Linked DNA regions of Mus musculus: region 1 is linked to region 2. Evidence: chromatin contacts called from public promoter capture Hi-C data. All regions are on one chromosome and are shown on one strand. Each heading gives the region's core, a stretch centred on a gene start, on an enhancer-like site or on the middle of the called end of the contact. The rest is flanking DNA. Distances are from core to core; before and after follow the strand shown. Region 1 holds the start of Rimkla (ribosomal modification protein rimK-like family member A). Region 2 holds the start of Ermap (erythroblast membrane-associated protein).

What was found. Promoter capture Hi-C pulls out the DNA fragments that hold promoters and counts their contacts.
Region 1: a contact with region 2 is called in a promoter capture Hi-C map of pre-B cells, with 2.4 times the contacts expected there. The contact joins the promoter of Rimkla here to the promoter of Ermap in region 2. A contact is called at or near these places in 1 of 39 promoter capture datasets (pre-B cells) and 1 of 9 other capture datasets (pancreatic islet).

The regions. Positions count from the first base shown.
Region 1 is chr4:119,489,857-119,494,014 of GRCm38.p6, forward strand. Rimkla (ribosomal modification protein rimK-like family member A) reads right to left here and starts at 2,742. Exons shown (of 5, transcript NM_177572.4): 1 at 2,441-2,742. The coding sequence starts at 2,603.
Region 2 is chr4:119,188,340-119,193,127 of GRCm38.p6, forward strand. It overlaps Ermap (erythroblast membrane-associated protein), which reads right to left and starts at 1,656. Exons shown (of 13, transcript NM_013848.3): 1 at 1,467-1,656; 2 at 520-604.

The DNA of each region.
Region 1 (4,158 bases), core at 1,492-3,991, 300 kb after region 2:
TGAAGCCAATGTTGACTGGCGCGTGAAAAGACAGCAGGATCCACTGAGTACGGCTGTAACTCCCAGCTGGTGCTGTGTGCATAATGACCTCACTCACGTTTATGAGTATTAATAAGTAAGAAGAACGGAGCACAAGCCACGCGAGTTGGCGTGAGGACCTATTACTATGACTCCGTGATTACAGTTGTTACTATTAGTTACATGTGTTTTGGTCTTGGAATCACTTGTGTTTAGGGAAATAAACATTTACTGAACGATTAAACAACGTGCAGATTCTCAAAGGAACAAAATAAGGTAGATAAGACGTTAAGCCAGCAGAGTATAAAGGGGGACTTTCTATAGGACTGCTTTAGTAACCTGAGGGTCACTGCTCCAGCCCCAGCCCCAGCCCCATCCAAATTCAGGTTGGTTAGGGTAGATCTTCTAAGTTAAAATAACCATCACAGAGCCAGGTAAGTCGATTTCTGGGGGGTTGAGGCCAGCCTGGTCTACATAGGAAGTTCCAGGACAGCTAAGGCTATCCAGCGAGACCTGTCTCCAACAAACAAACAAACAAACACACACACACCAAAAAACCTGTCTTCAATTTCTCCATCCATCCATCAAGCATCTATATAGATTTTCTTGTAAATGACTAGTTTGTGAACACAGACATTTTCACACATGAGTTCTACTTAATTGCTTACGTGCTTCCTGAATCATTACGATTTAATTTTCACTTTTCTTACAATTGATTCTTTAACACGAAGTTTTATACATTCAGAGAGAACATCTTCAGAAGTGCTGATGTACACGTAAAGACTGACAAACAATAGGAAAATCTGACTACCGTCTCTCAAAAGGATGTTTTTACAAGCTGTAAAGAAAACAAGGAAACTCATCTTGGGAATGGACACAAGTATATATTAATGACCGGTTTTAGATCACCAAAATATAACTGATCATTCCACTTAAATATGGAACCCAAAGCTTTTCAAGCTTGGAGAATCTCAACTTAAATATGACATACATGATTCAAAGAGATGGGGGCAGGAGAGAGGGCTCAGTGGTTAGGAACACTGGCTGCTTTTCCAGAGGGCCCAGGTTGGAGCCTGCATGGTGGCTCACAACTATAGCTTCAGTTCCCAGAGGATATGATGCCCTCATCTGGCGTCTGAGGGTACTGCATGCACATGGTGTACAGACATACATGGAGACAAAACACCCATAGACATAAAATTAACCGTGAAAAGGCAAAACCAAACCAAACCCTAAAATCAAAGTCAAAGTGATTATCACAAAGCAAAGCCGAGACATTTGGCAACAAAAAAGCTGTAAGAAGAATCTAGTTCTTCAAATTCTCTGTTCAGAAATGGCGTTCACCGTTAACCAATCAGGAGGGTTTCAGCAACCCAAACTTAAAAAATGGTATTTTTACACTTAAGCACACCACTTGAAATGTGGAGTGTCTAATGCTTGCATATAACTACTCCCAAAGTATATGCATTTTGAACCTAGTAAGGTTTAACTACACCTACCGATGAACAATGTACAAAACTGAGCTATTTCACTTAGGGACACATACTCAAAACCTCACTTGTAAGTAGTCTGTTCAGGATGTGGAATCCCTACCCTTGCAGAAGGAACTCTACTCAACCAGTTAAAGATGACATATGGGTAACATTCCAAGAAGCATCCAAGACGGCCCAACCCTCCTCAGCCCTGGACCCCCTGAAATAGCTGGCTACCTCGGAGGGCTTACCGAGAACACAGACTGTAAGCCAGTGAATACGAGTTTCCAAAGTCATGGATAGCTTAGCAATACATAGCAGGCATGTATTGAAGATAATAAGAATAAACAGAACGCTTTGAATAGGCAGTCAGGGATAATAACCATTTCCCCCAACCTCCCACCTCAATTGCCCTGGACCCGGCACTGAAGGGACCAGTGAGGCCTGGAAGTACTTGGCTATTTTGGAATCTGAATTAAACATTCTTTGGGAGGAGGACAAATTAATGGAAACCATCAATCGTCTCCTCTCGCCCCTTCCCCTCCAGAGACGATCTCAATCTTTCTCAGCTGTCTCCCATAATTAGGCTCCCAGTTTGAGAATAGTGTTCTACCTAGGGCGTTCATCACTGGAGCATACATACCACTGGAAAAGTTTCCCAAACATCTGCCTAAGAGCAATTTTGTGAATTCTGGGTTGGTTCTTTTAATTTCGGGATCCAATCCGGCAGGCCACCTGTGCTCGGAGAATCTACAGTGTGAGGTTTGGTGCCTTTAGCTTCAGGTGAATGTGAATGCCCCATTAACTCATCTCCTAAATGAATTAAGCATCTTCTCTACTCTTGGCCTCAGGCTGCTGCAGAGGGGCTACCTCGGAGCCGGGCTCAAGGAGGAGAGCGGCCGGCTCACGGGACCCCGGTGCCCCTCCCTCCCTCCCCCGGCTGAGCTCACCTAGGTGGCCGCCGACGACGGTGACGGCGATCTGGTCCAGGAACACCGCCCGGAAACCCACGTCCTGCTCCGAGCAGCGCTGGCGGAGCGCGCGCAGGATCTGCACCTGCGGGTAGTCCTCGCGGATGAGCCGGTCGGTCAGCAGCCAGACCTGCGCGCACATGGCGACCGAAGCTGCGGCCGCTCGCCCGCGCGACCCCCTGGCGCGTCCCAGGCGAGCACCGCGGCTTTGCTTGCGCCGTGCGCCAGCCGCCTCTGCAGACCCGGCCGGCGAATGCTCCGGATCGCCTCGCGCCGACGCCGCCGCCGCCGCCTCCGCTGCCTCCTCCGCCGCCTCCGCCCAGCCAATCAGCACGTCGCGACGCCCGGGGAGGACCCGGCCCGGAGCCTGCGGAGCTGCGCAGCCTGCGGCGGCCGGGCGGGGCTGGGGCGACCCCGGGAACCGATGGGCCACTGGCTGGGTAGGCGCGGTGCTGCTCCCCCAGAGAAAAGTGCGAGTCTTGGTTGCACCACCAACCTCTTCCAAAGACAACTCCCAGCCTGGCAAGGTCACATGGCGGGGCTCTGCAGCTGGACTTGACCCTTAGAAGAGCGATCTGTCTGCCCCAATCCTGGCCTGCAGCCTGGCTGGGAGATGGAGGCAGTTGGGTCTTAGCAACCAGATACTTCATTTAGATAATTCGAAGATCCTTTTCCTTTTCTTACACCCCAGTTTGCACCAGCGCTTGACCATCATAACCCCAGTGTCATAAAAACAGGTTAAGACCCCCATATTGAGTTAGGGGAACCCCTAGGGCGCGTTTTTTCCTCCTAGTCCACACCCCACTTCCCCTCCGCCCTCCAACTCAGTCCTCTGTACATACTGTCCGTGGTCCTAGCCGTTTGCAAATTCTGCCCGCAAACAATAGCGTGAAACCTGGTATTCGGTTCTTGAAAATAAATTAATTATACATTTATTTATGTATGTATTTATGTATTTATTTATTTATGTATTTATTTATTTATTTATTTATTTATTTATTTATTTATTGTGCACAAGGTGAGCTGGTGGCCTGTTACCACAGCTTGATCGTGAAGATCAGAGGACAACTTTCAGGATCTGGTTCTCCTGAAACCCACCATGTGGATCAAAGTCAGGCTAGGCAGCAAGTGCTTTTACTCTCTGAGCCATCTCACAGCTCCTAGCTAGTCATTTCTAAATAACTATGGGGTTGACTTTAGCCAGTTGTGTTTCCAGCTCTTTAAAACATCTTTTTGAAATCATCATCGCCGCCGCCATCATCATCATCATTTTGGTTTTTTCAATATAGGGTTTCTCTGGGTAACCTTGTCTCCCTGTAGCCCTGCTTCCCTGTAGCCCTGTGTAGTTTCTGTCCTGGAACTCACTCTGTAAATGTGATGGTTTGTATATTCTCAGAGTGGCACCATCTGGAGGTGTGGCCTGGTTGGAATAGGTGTGTCACTGTGGGTGTGGGCTTAAGACCCTCATCCTAGTTGCCTGGAAGTCAGTCTTCCACTAGCAGCCTTTGGATGAAGATGTAGAACTCTCAGCTCTGCCTGCACCATACCTGCCTGGATACTGCCATGTTCCCACCTTGATGGTAATGGACGGAACCTCTGAGCCTGTAAGCCAGCCCCAATTAAATGTTGTTTTTTTATAAGACTTGCCTTGATCAAGGTGTCTGTTCACAGCAGTAAAACCCTAACTAAGACACCGG
Region 2 (4,788 bases), core at 406-2,905:
TAAATGTGTACTAAACTCAACGGAGATATCATAGCTCAGAGGTGCAAAGCACGGTGTGTTCTAGCGGTGGGAGACCCCAGAGAGTTCCCTAGTGAAGCTCTGCCCACCCACTTGCTATTGCCTGAACTGCAGGCAGTTAGGAGGAAGCGTGGTCTGTCCTGCCACACTGAGGAGGAAGTTGAAAATGCAAGCAGTCCAAGAGGAGATCACCTCCAAATTCTCTCCACCCGTTCCCACCCTGCCCATCACTTCAGTTATCAGAAAACAACCCGGGGGTGCTGGGGCGATGGTTCAGCTTGTAAGACTACTGCCTGCTCTTGCAGAGGACCTGGGTCAGTTCCAGCACCCACATAGCAGCTCACCAGTATCTGTAGCTTCCAGTTCCAGGGGATCCAATGCCCTCTTCTGACCTTCACAGGCACTAAGCACGCATTCACTCAAGCAGACAAACTTGTCCCCATAAAGTAAAAACAAATAAATCTTTTTTAAAAGCATAAACCCGTCATGTTGCTTTGATACCTGACATCTTCCGTGAGTGTGGCATTACACACATTTTCCACGCCACCACATGTTTCTTTAGCCGCTTCAGCATTCCAACACAGACCTGTGAGAATTTTTAGAAATAATTCCGTATGGTTGATCATCAGTACAGACGACAGTGGTTGGTGGCTAGAATTAGGAGTCTTAGTCCTAAGGGTTGTAGCAGAGTCTCCAACTAAATGAGACTGTAAATTAAAGCAAACTGCTTAACTCTTAGGCTTTGAGTTTCCTAATTTTAAAATAGGAATGTTTTCACCATCAAATTGTCCTAAGGGATGAATCAATCAATCAATCAATCAATCAATCAGTCAACATAAAAGTTCTCGCTTTCCCACAGCCTTGCCTTAAGTGAAATATATCAAGTTAAATAAAGTTTTAATCAATTTTATAATAAAATAATATTTTTAAGCTGTTTCTTTGACTTATTGTCTCTTAATAGCTTGAATAGATCTTTATATAGTAGCCATTTTTCCCCATGACACAAGTTGAAAGTATGTTCCTTCAGTCAGAATCAGTCACATTTTAAGTTTGAACTAGTTTGATTTTTAAAGCTTACAAATAAAAAAAAAGATTCCAACAGACATTCTCTTGCCAATCTTGAGCAACTTATGAAGACCCTACACATGTATAAATGATCAGCCTGATATGGCCCAGCCCGGGACCCAGCAGATGGTGGGGCCGAACTGCACATCTGCTGTATTATTAATGACTACCGTGACAATAAGTAAGAGTCTTAGACAGAACCGGCACAGCACGCTGGTAACTTGGATTCGAGGCTCCTAAGTGACAGCTAACCATTGTCCCATGTTGTCCTTTAAGATGATCTTTGTAAAAAGAAAGATTATTTCCCTACTGAACTTGAGGATCCTGAGAAATTTAAAGAACTAAACAGACTAAGGGAAGAAAAGAGACCGAAGAGAACTGACCTTTGAGGTGGAGATTGTGTCCTTTAGCGGCAGAGCTGGGGCCTCCTACCTGGGAACACTGGGCTCCCCACAGGCAGGGTGGTCTGACATCGGGCAAGAGTGCCAGGAAGATCTCAAGAGATGGGTCTGCAAAAAGTTCATATTCTAGTCTGATGCCAGAGTCTCAAAGCCAAGGGTTCTCTCTGTCTACCCCACAGAGGGCCTCTGACTGTCCCTATAAACAAACAAGCAACGCCCTGTCTGCCCACCCCTGATAAAGCGAGCGTTCAGAAAGGAGGCTCCCCAAAAGCAAGGGACCCGTCTACTGCCTCGGCAAAGAAGGACCTTTACCCCAACTCTCTTTTCCCCCAGTGCTTGGTGACAACCATGACTCCTAAAATTTGATTCCATTGTTCCTTTTTAAAAATGAAGGCTTGCTCTCTTGTACTTCCCAATAAGCATAAATTAGAAGCTTTATAGATGGAACTGAAGACCATTATGTTGGGGGAAATAGGGCAGACTCAGGAAGATTAGTTTTCTCCCATATGTGGGATTTATGTTTAGGGGTTTGTGGGGTGTGTGTGTGTGTGTGTGTGTGTGTGTGTGTGTGTGTGTAAGCACGTGTAGGTTATGAAAGTCAAAAGGAGACCATGGGAGAGGAGAAAGAAACCATAAAAGGCCAGGGGAGAGTAAAGTAATACGGGCAATTTGAAAGCACAGGGAGGAGCATTGGGGAGGAGGGAGAGCAGTAAGAAGGGGTTGGGAGTGTGTGAGAAGACACTGGGTGGGGGAATGAATAAGAACAAAGTGTAATGATGTGTACATATGCAACTGCCACCAAGAAACCCATCCCTTTGTACACTAACTTTTAAATTTTGACTTAAAAATTAGAAGGTTGGTTTCAAGATACCCACCAACCGGCCACGGCTTTTATCTCCAGCTACACCTTGATATATGCTTCCAGACAAGCCAACTTGCTTCCCGCCCCTCCTCTCACGTCACACCCTCCCCAACTGACTAGCCTTCTTCATATCGATTGTACTCACAGCAACACCAAATATGCACGTGGACTTTTATAAAAATGCACTGGTCACTCAGAAGTCCCCGGGGTTTCTTTTTTCAGTCATCACTGGGTTTCGAATCTAGCAGATTCCAGTGGTGGCCTGAACTGTGTCCCCTGTTGATGGCTGAGCTGTCACTTTCAGTGTAGCTGAGACTTGTCAGCAAGCTGTAGAGCTCCAGAAGCTTTTTTGCTTACTGTCTGAGATTCTATGCAAAGGCTCGTGGCCTGTGGTCATCCCTAAAGTTCACTGTAGGTAAGGCATCACGGGAGGAGCCCTGAGCCAGCTTTACTACATAACTCCTCCAAGATTTCCCACTTGTTCCCCGGACTAAAGAAACCCTTTTCTTCTCCTAGATCTTCTTCTGTAAATCCTTGCACTAAAGGACTTGTCTTACACTTTGCTTTGGGAATGGAGGTGGGTTGCGCTAGTTCATTCACCTGGCTCTGTGTTCATCTCCAACACACACCTCTCTCTCTCTCCCTCTCTCTCTCTCCTCCTCCTCCTCCTCATCATCATCATTCATATTAGGAAACCTCCAACTGCTCTCTCTCCTAGTTAACCTGAATATATAACAATCATACATGTACTCACCCTAGAATGCTAGAGCTTACGTCTCCCATCTGTTGACAGTCATAACTGAGTCATAACTCAGTCTTTGTCTATGTCCCTTCTCCCGAGTTTTAATTGCTTTGTTTTCAGACAGTATCTTACTACATAATTCAGGTTGACCTCAAACTCCTAACCTTCCTGCATCTGCCTCGTGAGTGGTGGTAGTACAGCCATTTACAAACTCAGGCCCACCATGCTTTGCTTTAAGGGGTTTATTGACAAAGGTCTGGACTTCCAGCTACATAACTGTGGTTTCCTGAACGAGGCACTATTAAAGAACGTTTATTGTCTTTTCTCCTTTATTTGAGGCAGAGTCTGCCTGCATACTCCACGCTGGCCTTACACTGAGGTTCTCCTGGGTGCTATGATTATAGACACTCATCCCAGCGCTTGACTCTGGTACTTTTTCCTGGCTGTTGAAGTATAAATATCCACTGTAAAAATTCACAAAATACAGGAAAGCTTAAACAAGACAATTGTAAGCCCTACTAATAAAACAAGATTTATTAATAATTTTGCTGTGCCTTCTCCCACTTTCTGTTTTTTGTTTTGTTTTGTTTTGTTTTGTTTTGTTTTGTTTTGTTTTGTTTTTCCAGAGAGGGTTTCTCTATGTATCCCTGGCTGTCCTGGAACTCACTCTGTAGACCAGGCTGGCCTCAAACTCAGAAATCCTTCTGCCTCTGCCTCCCAAGTGCTGGGATTAAAGGCGTGCGCCACCACTGCCCAGCCACTTTCTGTTTTAAAACAATATTTAAAAAATACGGTGATTAGACAATATATGTTCTTTGTGGCTTTTTAAGTTTTAATATACTAAAGCAATGGTGTGTACGTGCGTGGGTGTGTATGCATGCATGTGTATGGTTGTGTGTGTGTGTGTGTATGTGTGTGTGTGTGTGTGTGTGTGTGTGTGTGTGTGTGTATGTGTAGAGGCCAGAGGTCAATGTCAAGTGTCTTCCTCAATTGAACTCCACCTTATATTTTGAGACGGAGTCTCTTACTGAATCTGGGCCCTCTGAAGTGGTTAGGTTGCCTGGTTATCACGCTCTAGGGAATCTGCCTGTCTGAAAAGCATTGTATTATATCATAAATCTCCTGTGCTATTTTAATGGTTGTGTTGAATTTTATTATAGCTACTCTTCCATCCATTTTGTTTGTTTATTTGCTTGCTTCTGTTTTGAGACAGGGTCTCTCTATGTAACCCTAGCTGCCCTTGAACTCACAAAGATCCACCTTCCTCTGCCTCCTGAGTGCTGAAAAACAGCTCATTCATTCATCTTTTTTAAATTAGATATTTATTTTATGTATAAAATTACACCATTGCTCTGTTCAGGTACACTAGGAAAGGGCATCAGACCCCATCGTAGATGGTTGTGAGCCACCATGTGGTTGCTGGGAATTGAACTCAGGACCTCTTGAAGAACAGTCAGTGCTCTTAACCACTGAGCCATCTCTGCACCCCCCCCCCCCATTTATTCATCTTAACTCTGATGATAAGATGCTGGGTGTTGCAGGCTTCCCCTTTATAGACAGAGCTGCTTCTGGTCATTTACTTGTGACAACTCCTTCAGAGTGAAATTGCTTAAACTAATGGTTTGAGTCAATTTTTAAAAACTGGAGTGAAAACCACTTTGCCGTTTTACGTTTTGCTTTCTTCTGGTACTGGGCATTGA